2 separate regions of the Salmo salar genome follow, and region 2 is linked to region 1. The links are chromatin contacts, called in public Hi-C maps. All regions are on one chromosome and are shown on one strand. The core of a region is the stretch at or near the end of the contact, and the rest is flanking DNA. Distances in the headings are between cores, read along the strand shown.

Region 1 (5,940 bases), core at 2,034-4,533:
GCCAGACTTGTGCACTCTGCCAACATCAGCATCACTGCCAGAGACCTACTGGAATCTCCTTCAGGTTCATTCCTCTAGTGCGCCTACCCCCACCCCTTCCCTCCATCCCTTCACCCCTTTCAAGTCGATACAGAAACAGTATGACAGCTTCATTGAGCAACCTGGCTTGTAATGCCGGCCTATTTAAAGCAGGGAGGAGGGGTCATTTGCATGTGGTGCAGTGGCAGGTCCTCTCAGGTCTGTGTCACATATTGGTAATGAGTGTAACCATGTCTGAGGAGCTGGTCTGGTCCCAGGATCAGCAGGGCTAGCAGGCTGAGTCTAAACAGAGCAGGAAGACTGAAGGCTTATTTTCCTCTATGTGACGGGGGATTCACCACTACTGTACTACCAGACAGCCAACACATTGAATAACGGTAAAAATCTAAGAAGTTGGCTAAAACACATATAGTTACTACAATGATTTTATGGCTACAGATCTATTGAATTATTGCCACCTTCAGGGAGTGTTAATCAATCTGAGAGTCACGCAGGGCTGTGGTGACTCCATTCTGCAGTCTGGAGCAGAGGGGAGGGGGAGTAGCAGCTACGTGAGGGAAACCTGCCGCTCTCTCAGGTTATGTCACCTACAGTAGAGTATCCCCAGTCCACTAGTAAAGACCACGGTGGGGGACAATATGGGAATGAAATGGCATTTCATACAGTCTACAGGCCATTTGAGACAGGGTGACGACATAGGAAACAGGAAGCATGAAGGAATTAAATATCAAACAAACGATTAGGTGAATCTATAATAGCTGCTGCCTCGGTAAAAGCTAATGGTGATCCACATAAATAAATAAACAAATGAATTTAAACAACAGATGGAAATAACACAGTTCTCTTAATAAACCACACCCTCTGAGTGAGTGAACTTTAATTAACATTACCTCAAACTTAAGGTCTTGCCATGAAATCATGGTCCAAAGACGACAGGTTCTGCTAGATGAACACATAAAACATGGTGAATAGGAAGCCAACTTTCTCTACTGGGTTCCTATCTAGTATCAGTAATGAGTAGGGGGCAGAAGTTTTACTGACCAAATGACCTGACCAGGACAAACTCGGGGCCCTAGTTAGAGTTGTTAGATGGGCTGGACTCACTGGGCTGGGCTGCTGGTTGGACGGGTCACAGGCCAGGGAGACCAGGTCCTTCAGCGGGTCTTGGGAGCTGAGGTGTGGCGGGTAGCGGATGGCGGTGTGGGGGAAGTAGGAGGTGGACTGGGGCAGGATGGAGGTGGTGGGGAAGTGCAAAGACGAGGAAGGGTGCGGACTCCGAGAGATCCCTGCACAGAGAGAGAAAGAGAGAGAGGGAGAAAAGAGAGGAAGAAAGACAGAGAGAAAGAAAGAAAGACAGAGAGAGAAAGAGAGAGAATGTGTACATAAATGTACTTTTTCATGGTCCACAATGATGATACGCTTGAGATAAGATAAGTGACATTGAAGATGTGTGCTTTTGCAAAAACAATGAAATTACTCAATCTTTCCGACTCTCCTTTGGTACAGTATCTGTTGCGTGAGCTTATGACATTTTGTATGGCAACTATTATTTATCAGGACCACGCATTAACATAGCCAATTCGTTTTAACAGCAGCTTTAATTGTTCATGCATCATCCAGCAGACGTTTGGCTGGAGAACTCTACCTGCTCATAGATTACTCTTCATTGTCTCCACAAACAATTACCTGTCAGAAAGTGTTAACGGGCAGTTCAATAAAAAAAACAAAATAATGCATTGTCTAAAAGGAAGCGTGTCTTGTTTAAAGCATAATGCCTGCAGTCAGTACCTACACCAGGATGACCTCAACAGGTACAGACATAAAAAAAATGGCAAACTTTTAGATAATATCTTAACTATGAAGAAGGGTCGATTTTCTGACGTATGAAACATGTCTTTTCTGACGTATGAAACAAGTCTTTTCTGACGTATGAAACATGTCTTTTCTGACATACGAAACAAGTCTTTTCTGACGTACGAAACATGTCTTTTCTGACGTATGAAACGTCTTTTCTGACATATGAAACAAGTCTTTTCTGACGTATGAAACATGTATTTTCTGACATATGAAACATGTCTTTTCTGACGTATGAAACAAGTCTTTTCTGACGTATGAAACATGTCTTTTCTGACGTACGAAACATGTCTTTCTGACGTATGAAACAAGTCTTTTCTGACGTATGAAACATGTCTTTTCTGACGTACGAAACATGTCTTTTCTGACGTATGAAACATGTCTTTTCTGACGTATGAAACATGTCTTTTCTGACATACGAAACGTCTTTTCTGACGTACGAAACATGTCTTTTCTGACGTACGAAACATGTCTTTTCTGACGTATGAAACATGTCTTTTCTGACATACGAAACGTCTTTTCTGACGTACGAAACATGTCTTTTCTGACGTATGAAACGTCTTTTCTGACGCTGACGATGAAACAAGTCTTTTCTGACGTACGAAACATGTCTTTTCTGACGTATGAAACATGTCTTTTCTGACGTATGAAACATGTCTTTTCTGACGTACGAAACATGTCTTTCTGACGTATGAAACAAGTCTTTTCTGACGTACGAAACATGTCTTTTCTGACGTATGAAACATGTCTTTTCTGACGTATGAAACATGTCTTTTCTGACATATGAAACAAGTCTTTTCTGACGTACGAAACATGTATTTTCTGACGTATGAAACATGTCTTTTCTGACGTACGAAACATGTCTTTTCTGACGTACGAAACATGTCTTTTCTGACGTATGAAACATGTCTTTTCTGACGTACGAAACATGCATTCTCTCTTTTCCGACTGCATTCTTCACACAACTCACATCCTAGGAGAAGTACGCGCCTCAGGCTTGGTAGATTGTGGCAACAGTGACAAGATGTCTCCTGTAAATGTGTGTGGGTGGGTGACATGCGTAAGACTGTGTGTACTGACCACTGTGCACTGCGATGACGGGCCGGTGGTGCTGTGTGAAGCCGAGACGTGGGGAGCTCTCCTGAGGAGACGGGCTGTCCATCTCTGTCTTCTTTACTCCAGGGGACATGCCTGGACACAGAGACAGAGATACACAGAGGGTGTTACTGATGCCACTAGGACTCCCATAATGATAATGACTGTCTGGTGGAGGATGTTGAAAAGACCCTACATTTCATTGTCAAGTTCAATCTGCTACTACACGGCTGTTGTAATGGCAGGAGCTCACCACAGGGTGGCAGGGTGCATTGAGATGACCCAGTCGGTCACTATCAGCTCTGCAGTACGATGCAGTAAAGCACATACGCTCCAAACGAACTTCCTCATTGAGACGAAACAATAGGATCAGAAACAAGATTATGTTTTGGTCAGATCTACCTCAAATCGGGTTCGCCTAGGTAGATCACTCACATTCCCAAGAGGCCTGCAGTGCCTGATACCAGAGTTGCTTACATGTGCTAAACGAATGTGTGTCTCTGTTGCAGTGATATTACTGTCCTCCGTGTTTCGTTTGCTATCGCACACTTGTTGATAACAGAATGTGTGCTAGGAACACTTTCTCCACCCAGCTTCGGGCCTGTTTTAGATCAGAGTCTTAAGATTGCACAGCCCTTTCTTTGTTTCCTTCTTTGGAGTTGCAGAGCAGACAGTGTACATGTTGTTGCTGTGATACTGTGCAGTGGAAGAAACAGTCTGTCAGCCATGGAGTGATGACTTTGAGGTTTCTCTCTCACACATTATACAGTTATGCCCTTCTAACTCTCTAATCATTTTCTAAGAAAGAGATGGAGAGAGAGAGCAAGGAGAGAGTGTGAGAGAGAGAAAGAGAGGGTGAGGGAGAAAAACAAAAAGAGAGAGAGGCTTATCTGACTGCTTCCTCTTCCCCTGTTCTGCCCCAGCCATCCGCCCCTAGCCCTCTGTCTCAGAGCAGAGTGAGCAAATCACATCTTTTCGGGAATGTCAGAGGGCAGGGGTGCAGATGAGGTTCAACAAGAGACTTGCTCAGAGGATAAACACGCACGTCCGGCTTAGTGCTGGGGGCAAGGCAGGGGCAGCCATTACAGCACTGATGTTAATTACCTGATCACACTAATCTGACTGATCTCTCAGCTCAGTCTCCAACCCACACATCTACCTACTGTATTTGACACATTACATTTACATTACAATATCTTGAAAATGTATATATTTTTTAAGAAAGTCTACAGAGTGATGGTTGGTAGTGCTGCTGTCCAGAGCCACAGCTCTACAGGAGGCCAGGCTTTACCTTCCCAATCCAATCCCCACAGTACAGACTGACGCAAGCTTCCCCTGGCCTCCTCTACCTGGGAGAAGGTGCACAAACATTCCCCTCTTAACCAGTATCCCCCCCACCATCTCAGAGAAATCAGATGGGGTTGTTAAATAAGAATTTGGGGGGTGTTCAGTTTGTCCTGTTACACACAAGTGTGCAATGGAAATGTTTTTTTTTCTTCGTATCCCAATTCCCCCGAGACACCTGCAGGGAGTGGGGTCACAGCCAGGGTCACCATTGTGCAGTGCCCCTGAAGCAATTAGGGTTAAATGCCTTGTTCAAGGGCACAGCAACAGATGTTTTTCACCTTATCACCTCCGGTATTTGAACCAGCAACCTTTCGGCTACTGGCCCAATGCTCTAACCTCGAGGCTACCAGCCACCCATAAAGAGAAGCTTGTTAGGGCTGTCTAGACAGGAAGAGAGAGAGCAGGACATGAGCAGGGCTGGACCAGACTCCTACAGGGCCTGTGATGGGGTCGGGGCTGGGAGGGAGGGGCCGGTTCTGCTCTTCTGACCTCCACAGCTCTGGTTACAGCATCAGCAGCCTGGAGTGCTCCTGGGGCCAGGGGCCCAGCCGGGGCCACTCTGGCTAACAGCACCACAAAGCCCCGGACACACCACTAGGCCCCTTAACAGGCCACTGGACACTATTAGTGTAGTGTGGAGAGTCCACCACAATTAAACAGCATCACCTCGCAGCATTATTATATGGGAGGCCTATAAACTCCCCTAATAGCACAAACACACAGTGTGTTAAAATGTTTCATGTGTGTGTGTTAAATATTCAGGTAAAGATGGGGATCCTCTTCCCCCTTTCTGCTGCTAACCCATGGAGAACCACCTCATGGCTCATACCAACGATGCTCCCGCACGTGTAGTGCACTTACCAGGCAGGCCCCACTCCCTCAGCACACCTACCTGACTACTTGCACTGCTCTTACCCACACTCACACACTCAACCACTGGAGCACACTGTGCATGCTGTAACCTACTCCTCCTCTTTTAACCAGAACCAGGTCAGTGCTGGTGGGGGAGGACGGCCATACTGTACCATACACATATTGAAAGGCATATTGCCATTTCCATATTTAAAATACTGCTTTAAACAATCATCTTGAAACAATTGCTTGTATCTAGATGAGAGATACACAGTAGCTTTACTGTTTGCTAGATATCTTTGTTGGGAAAATCATTCCATACTAGCAAACTGGTACGTGAGCCTAGTTGAGAGGAAAGAAAGAAGATAGCTACTGCGGCGTTGCATCTGTGGATACTGCTCCAAGGTACCCTGGTCCACTTGGCTTTTTGTCGACTTTCACAAAAAGTGTTGGTTCATGAATTAATTACGACTTCAGGCTCAATTTGGGAAATTTGAAGCCGTGTATTTCGCAGCCAAGGCTTTCTGTGCGGCAGTTCATAACATGATCTATTTGTCATTTGCTCTTTTGCACTGTGTCAGTAGCTTTCAAGGTACCTGAAGTGAAAGTATGACCTGATATTTCAGCTGTTTCCCCACGGTGATTATGAAAGGTATGAATGTTGATGTTTCTTGATACCCGTCACAAAGAACATTTAAGATGGACACCAGAACTCAGTCACCCTTAGTTATCACTGAAGAGTTGGAGGATAGC
Region 2 (5,940 bases), core at 1,072-3,571, 200 kb after region 1:
TACTAGCCCCTTTGAGTGTTTCTTAATCAAACTTATCTACAGACATATTCACTTGTCAGATGCACTCTACCAGGACAATTAGCAAAGGCTCCTTGTACTCACAAAGTTGTACAGAGTCAAAGTATAAAATCAGTAGTTTATCTGTGTCCATGTTGATACCAGTGCAGCAGTGTACGATTTTCTCCTTTTAGTCCCTTTTTGCCAACACACACTGAAGAGACGTTGTTGTTGTTGGTAGTGCAGTTATAGACCCAGGTTGGGGATGGGTACAGCATTACTGGGACAGGAAGTCTGAAGGGAAAGGCTGCAGTTTTTACCAACCAGTGGGGCAACTCCTATAGCCGGGCTGTGTTGCTGTAGAATGGGCCAGAATGTGGGCGTGAAATGTAGGCCAGCTGATAACATCCCTAAAGCCTGATGATGTGGAAGGTGGTACCGCTCTCCACCCACAAAGGGAAAAACGGGAGGAGAATGTAATCTTGAGTGGTTCTGAGATACAATGGAGTCTCCAGGACAAGAAATGGTGGGAGCATCACTGACTTCCCAGAGAGGAGCTATTTCACTTTGTGTTTTTGAATCCTTGGTACTCCTCTCTTCCCCTCCTGCCTTGGTTTGATGTGGTTCCTCCAGGCTTTGCTCTCTGGGAAGAGGGGAGCATCTCTGTCCCTTACGGAGCTTTGCTCTTCTGTTCTTAAACCACACCTGGAGAGCATATAATTGAGTTATTGGTGAAGGGTTGACGTATTTATAACAGTAATATTGATCAAAAGTTTAAAAAGGTAATAGCACCACAGCTGTTATATATATCACAAGAATAAAGTTACTAAAAGCAGCAGTTCAAATAAATATCATGAATGAAAGCATGCGCACAGGCTGGTCCTCTTTGAAGAGCGACCTTTACTGACCTGAATGCGAGCCTCAGGCAGATTGATGCAGACAGCCAGTCTCTCTCTCATACCTACATCAGGGTACTGGGTCTGCTGGAAGGCTTTCTCTAGAGCCTGTAACTGAGACACAGTGAAGGCTGTGCGGCTCCGACGCTGCTTCTGCTGATTCCCATAACGGGCCTCCAGTATCAACTCTGTGGGGACAGAAGACAAGCCACAACAAGATTAGAGGTGGTGAAACATTAGGAGGGCATGTGAGATATCAGGCTACACTGAAAATACCAGCATGGCAATTAACAATTTCAACAACTTTTTCAGGTGGGAAACGGATCTTTTGACAATAGAATACCAGTTTAGCTGCAATGCTTTTGAATGGCAAATTATTTAATTTTAAATATAACCTTTATTTAACTAGGCAAGTCAGTCAAGAACACATTCTTATTTACAATGACGGTCTACACTGGCCAAACCCTCGACGACGCTGGGCCAATTGTGCGCAGCTCTATGGGACTCCCATAGGGCTGCGCACTGTGATACAGCCTGGATATGAACCAGGGTGTCTGTAGTGACGCCTCTAGCACTGAGCTGCAGTGCCTGCGGGGGATCCGACAGTGGCAACGCTACTCGGGAGCCCTAAAATTATAACACTCTTTATTTTTCCACCTGCATTTGTTTGATTGCATGCATCGATTACAGACACAGTCATAAATGACAGTAGTCTTTTCTAAATACCTGCAAGTCTTTCAGCAACAGAGAACGTGTGAACCGAGGAGGGATTGGCTGATGGATAAACCGGGTACTGGTCTGCCATCTGGTGGTGGGGGTTGAAAAATACGGAGTTGACGCTGTGCAGAGGATAGAGTCCGTTGCCACTGTCGGATCCCCCGCAGAAATTTAAGGCATTCATAGCGGACCTAAAGGGTAAAACTGTTTAAGTTATATGGGACTTACACCATACTAACTAGGCATACAATGGAAAAAAAAAAGTATATAGCCTATAGCTTACTGTACAATGTATGTAGGACGCTTGCACTGTGCAATTTGTATTTAGGCTACAGTCTTAACTCACTTAAATAAAAACAGAACAAATGGTAAACATAAGCAACTTTCTTGATCATTAAAAGTAATTGAAAGTAATTATTCTTTACGCATAAACCATTGCCACTTTACTTCAGTTGGCTACCAACATCCAGAAAACAATTTCCAAAACAAAGATCAGACAAAAAAAGTATAACTTCTGCAGTATTCTTTATTTTACCTGAGAAGCACACAAAACAGCAGAAATGAACCTATTCTCGTGAGCTTTCAGAAGTCCAAGTATACAGTCCAATAGTTCGAAATGCAGGCCTTATCCTCCTACGCCGCTACCCTTTGTCATGGCATGGATCTAATTATCTGAAGACCATTCTCACCCACGACTATTTAAAGAACCATTTACTCCAGCTCCCCTCAACCATTAGCCAATAGAAAGAAAGGTATTACCCTGGATTAGGTGGGATGAGGGAAAAGAGGGGGTCCAAGGGCTCAAGTTTTTTAAACTATTGAATTTGGGGAGATTTACACAAAGGATCCCTCCTCAATAAACGAGCGTTTCATTCCCTCCTGTTAAAACAATTAAAACAATGTGGTCTGCTAATCTCAGTGGAGGGCCAGATTCAAATAAGATCCGTTGATTGTTCCCTGTTCTCAGCCTCCTTTCTCTTAAACTCCCTGCTTTGTCAATCTCCACTTGGATGGGGTTTGCTTTGCAGTTTGTTTTGCTAACAGGCTACATATTTTGCCCATAAACTGTCAGCCTGTGAAATACAATTTGGACATTGGCCATTGAGACCAATTTCCTAAGGTTCAACTGAGCCAGATTCAAGATCTCCTGAAAGAGAACTATTATCCCACTAAAATAAGGAAAATAATGATAAAACACAACATGCAAATGGTTTTTCCTAATTTGCAAATAGGTTAGGTGGAGTGTGTTTTTCAGTAGCACTTGCATAAAACTCTACTTTTTTTCACAAATGCAGTAAACATGACATTACACTTTGTGAAAGTAGGCTGCTGCCCTGCACACCCTGAGAAACGTTCAGAACTTCAGTGTCCATGACTAAATCATGCTCTAAGCCAATGGTGTGTACAATATATTGTCATGTAAAGTAGTACGTTGGAATTAAATGTGTATCGGAATAAAAATATGATATCCAAATGTTACTATTGGTGCAATGAAATCTGTATCTTGTGGAATGAAAATATGAAAACCCAATTACTAGTATGGATATCACAGTCCATCTAACAAAATCTATTTCTCCTCGCCCCAAAGTCCTGGCACACCTGTGCATTGTGACACATTTCAAATTGTAGCACTCCAATAAGATCATCTCCAATAACCCAGCTCTAGCTTTAGGCTGAAGGGTTTAGACATGTAAATTCCACTAAGGCCTTAGCGGAGGTGCGAAGGGTGGAAAGGCAAAGCATTCAGTGACAGATTATGCTTCCCACGAGTATCAGTTGTGTCCCAGAGTAAAACACACACCAAGTACACCAGCCATACAGTCAGGAGAGGAGGGGCCATTACCACAACTGGAGCGAAAACCAGCCACCTCAATGTTTTTAACAGCCCTCCGTGTCCTCATCTTCCATTTGTTACTGAAACGTTCATTCTTCCCTGTTACTCTGAAACTCAAGGCAAAAGTCTGGCTGGTTGATAAATTAAGATGTTTTAATTTTTGCCCTCGATTCCGCTATTTCTGTAGGAATCTAATTGCCTAATACCATGACTAAAGGTCAAATCAAATCAAATGTTACTGGTCACATAGGCGTGATTAGCAGATGTTATTGTGGGTGTAGCAAATATATTTCTTAGACCTCTTGGGTGGTTCCCTCACTATCAGGCATATTTCTGTTCAAATGTCTGCTGCATTCTATCAGTGACCCACACAGTCAGTCTCAGGGGTCTCACAATCCCATGACTTTTACACTCACCACCATATGTATTTGTACAGTGAAGCTACATTTTTTAATTTGGCTCTATACCCCAGCATTTTGGATTTGAGATCAAATGTTTAATATTAGGTGACAGTAAACCTTTTATTTTGAGAGTATATTTTCATATATTTGTTTTATGTTTAGAAATGAAAGCACTTCATGTATCTAGTCCCCCATTTGAATAATGACTTTATAAAGCTTGTGACTACAAACTCGTTCAACACTTGTTGGATACATTATATATATATATTTTGTAGTTGTTTTGCCCAATAGGAACTGAACATTTGGCATAAAAGGTAACATTTTTGTTCATACTTGTACAGTACTTGTTCATACATTTAGATTCCTAAAATATGTGGATATATGTTTTCTTTGCTTTTTTCCGCTGTTCTTGGCTGTCAAGCTATATTAGTGTCTGATAAAAAGAAGTCATTTAGAAGAGGCTCTGTAGGCCAGCCCCGGAACCTCACTAAACGGTCCAGGATTAGGTCCCAGAGGCCTTTGTCTACTCAGCCTGCAGGATTAGGGGAGATTTACTGCTAAGGGAAAAAAAAGTAGTTATTTCATGGCACTTTCATGATGAAACCTGGCCAAAGCTGTGTTGGCTGGGGGGATTAAAGACACAAAGACTCTGGTTGTGTGCAACCCCCTCCCCATAGCCACCACCCCAACCCACTGCCCTCCTGGAAACCTTCTCCTCCAAAAGGCCCACCTCCTCCCCATCCCCACAGAACTGGGTTCCACTCTAAATAAGGGTTGTCATTACTGATTTCTCCCACTGTTCCAAGTCATCCAAAGGGCTCCTCACTGATTGCTTTGTTTGTTTTAAACCCCAGACACCATCCATTAAGTAGTAGGTGATAGACCTGGAAGAATACACAGTACGGATGTGGAATGATATGTGTCTGTAAGCAATGTCTCAAAATTCACAATTTGAAACTGGATCTATCAGCAGGCATTATGATTCACATGCTATGTATTTTCAACACAGTTGGATCTATCAGCAGGCATTATGATTCACATGCTGTCTTTTCAACACAGTTGGATCTATCAGCAGGCATTATGATTCACATGCTATGTCTTTTCAACACAGTTGGATCTATCAGCAGGCATTATGATTCACATGCTATGTCTTTTCAACACAGTTGAGAATATCATTTCTGCAAATAACCTGGATTACTGTGAGAACAGAGGCAAAAATAAGTTACTGGCTTGCAGTCCCTCCCGTAGTGTTTAAAAGATCTTAAGGGAGTTATCCTCTTCCTGGTGGATCCACTTACACAGGCACGGATTACTGGAACTAAAAGACAAAGGTTATCCTTAGTTAGTCACGTCACAATGGTCTTGCCATCTAGCAGCTAGGAGCATGCAGGTCTAACTGCAGTGAGCGTATTATTGGGCCTATATGTAAAATAAAAATACTGTTGCAAAGGTGAAAAATATAATCACGGACAAAACATGAAAACATTTTCCTGTTGCATGGAATGTTGCACAAGGAGAAAGCAATCCTGACAGCAACATTGTGTGTAATAGATAACAAGAAATGATTGTTTGGTAAAAGCTAAAATTCTAATGTTATGAATGAAACAAGACAGAGCAAGTTCATACTCCCACTATCAAACACTTTGGAGTAGGAACAGTTTGAAGAACAAAAAGCTACCAGATTCTCCAATGTGTTCCATCCTGCCCATCCACTGAACGTTGTTTTAATAATATTCAGATTGGTAAAAGAAAAGAGGGGAGAGAGAGGGCAGAGGGGGCTGGTTTTGTATTCTAAAAGTGTTTTTGTTAATGTCTCCTGTTTAGCAGATGTTTCCGTTTGAGAGCAGCAGTCCGAGGAACACCCCCTAAAGCACCTCTCTCTTCAATTACTTATCAATAGTGGAAATTTGTATTGACAAGTGGCTATCAAGACAGGAGCTTTGTAGTTGTCAGTTAACAGCGGGAGAGCATCTCAAAGGAGAGGCCCCTTGGACACCAACTGGATCGATCGGCACGCTAACACAATAGAGGCCTTCAGGCCTGCCCAGTCAGGACTGGGGCATGGGGACCAGAAGAAAGCGGGTAAGGGGCTGAA

What was found. A called contact is a pair of places that touch in the nucleus more often than the background predicts.
Region 2: a contact with region 1 is called in a Hi-C map of blood, with 5 times the contacts expected there. The contact joins the promoter of dmbx2 here to the enhancer-like site in region 1. A contact is called at or near these places in 2 of 3 Hi-C or Micro-C datasets (blood and gill).

The regions. Positions count from the first base shown.
Region 1 is chrssa23:29,486,513-29,492,452 of Ssal_v3.1, forward strand. LOC106584361 (nuclear factor 1 C-type) reads right to left here. Exons shown (of 11, transcript XM_014169587.2): 7 at 2,974-3,084; 8 at 1,081-1,325. Among protein-coding and RNA genes, the nearest start is that of LOC106584360, 65 kb to the left of the region's middle. Within about 2 kb of position 3,284, at least 2 of the 13 cell types and tissues checked have an H3K27ac peak or open chromatin away from gene starts, as enhancers often do.
Region 2 is chrssa23:29,692,436-29,698,375 of Ssal_v3.1, forward strand. It overlaps dmbx2 (diencephalon/mesencephalon homeobox 2), which reads right to left and starts at 2,322. Exons shown (of 4, transcript XM_014169593.2): 1 at 2,146-2,322; 2 at 1,620-1,801; 3 at 906-1,081; 4 at 1-702. The coding sequence starts at 1,794. The coding sequence ends at 244.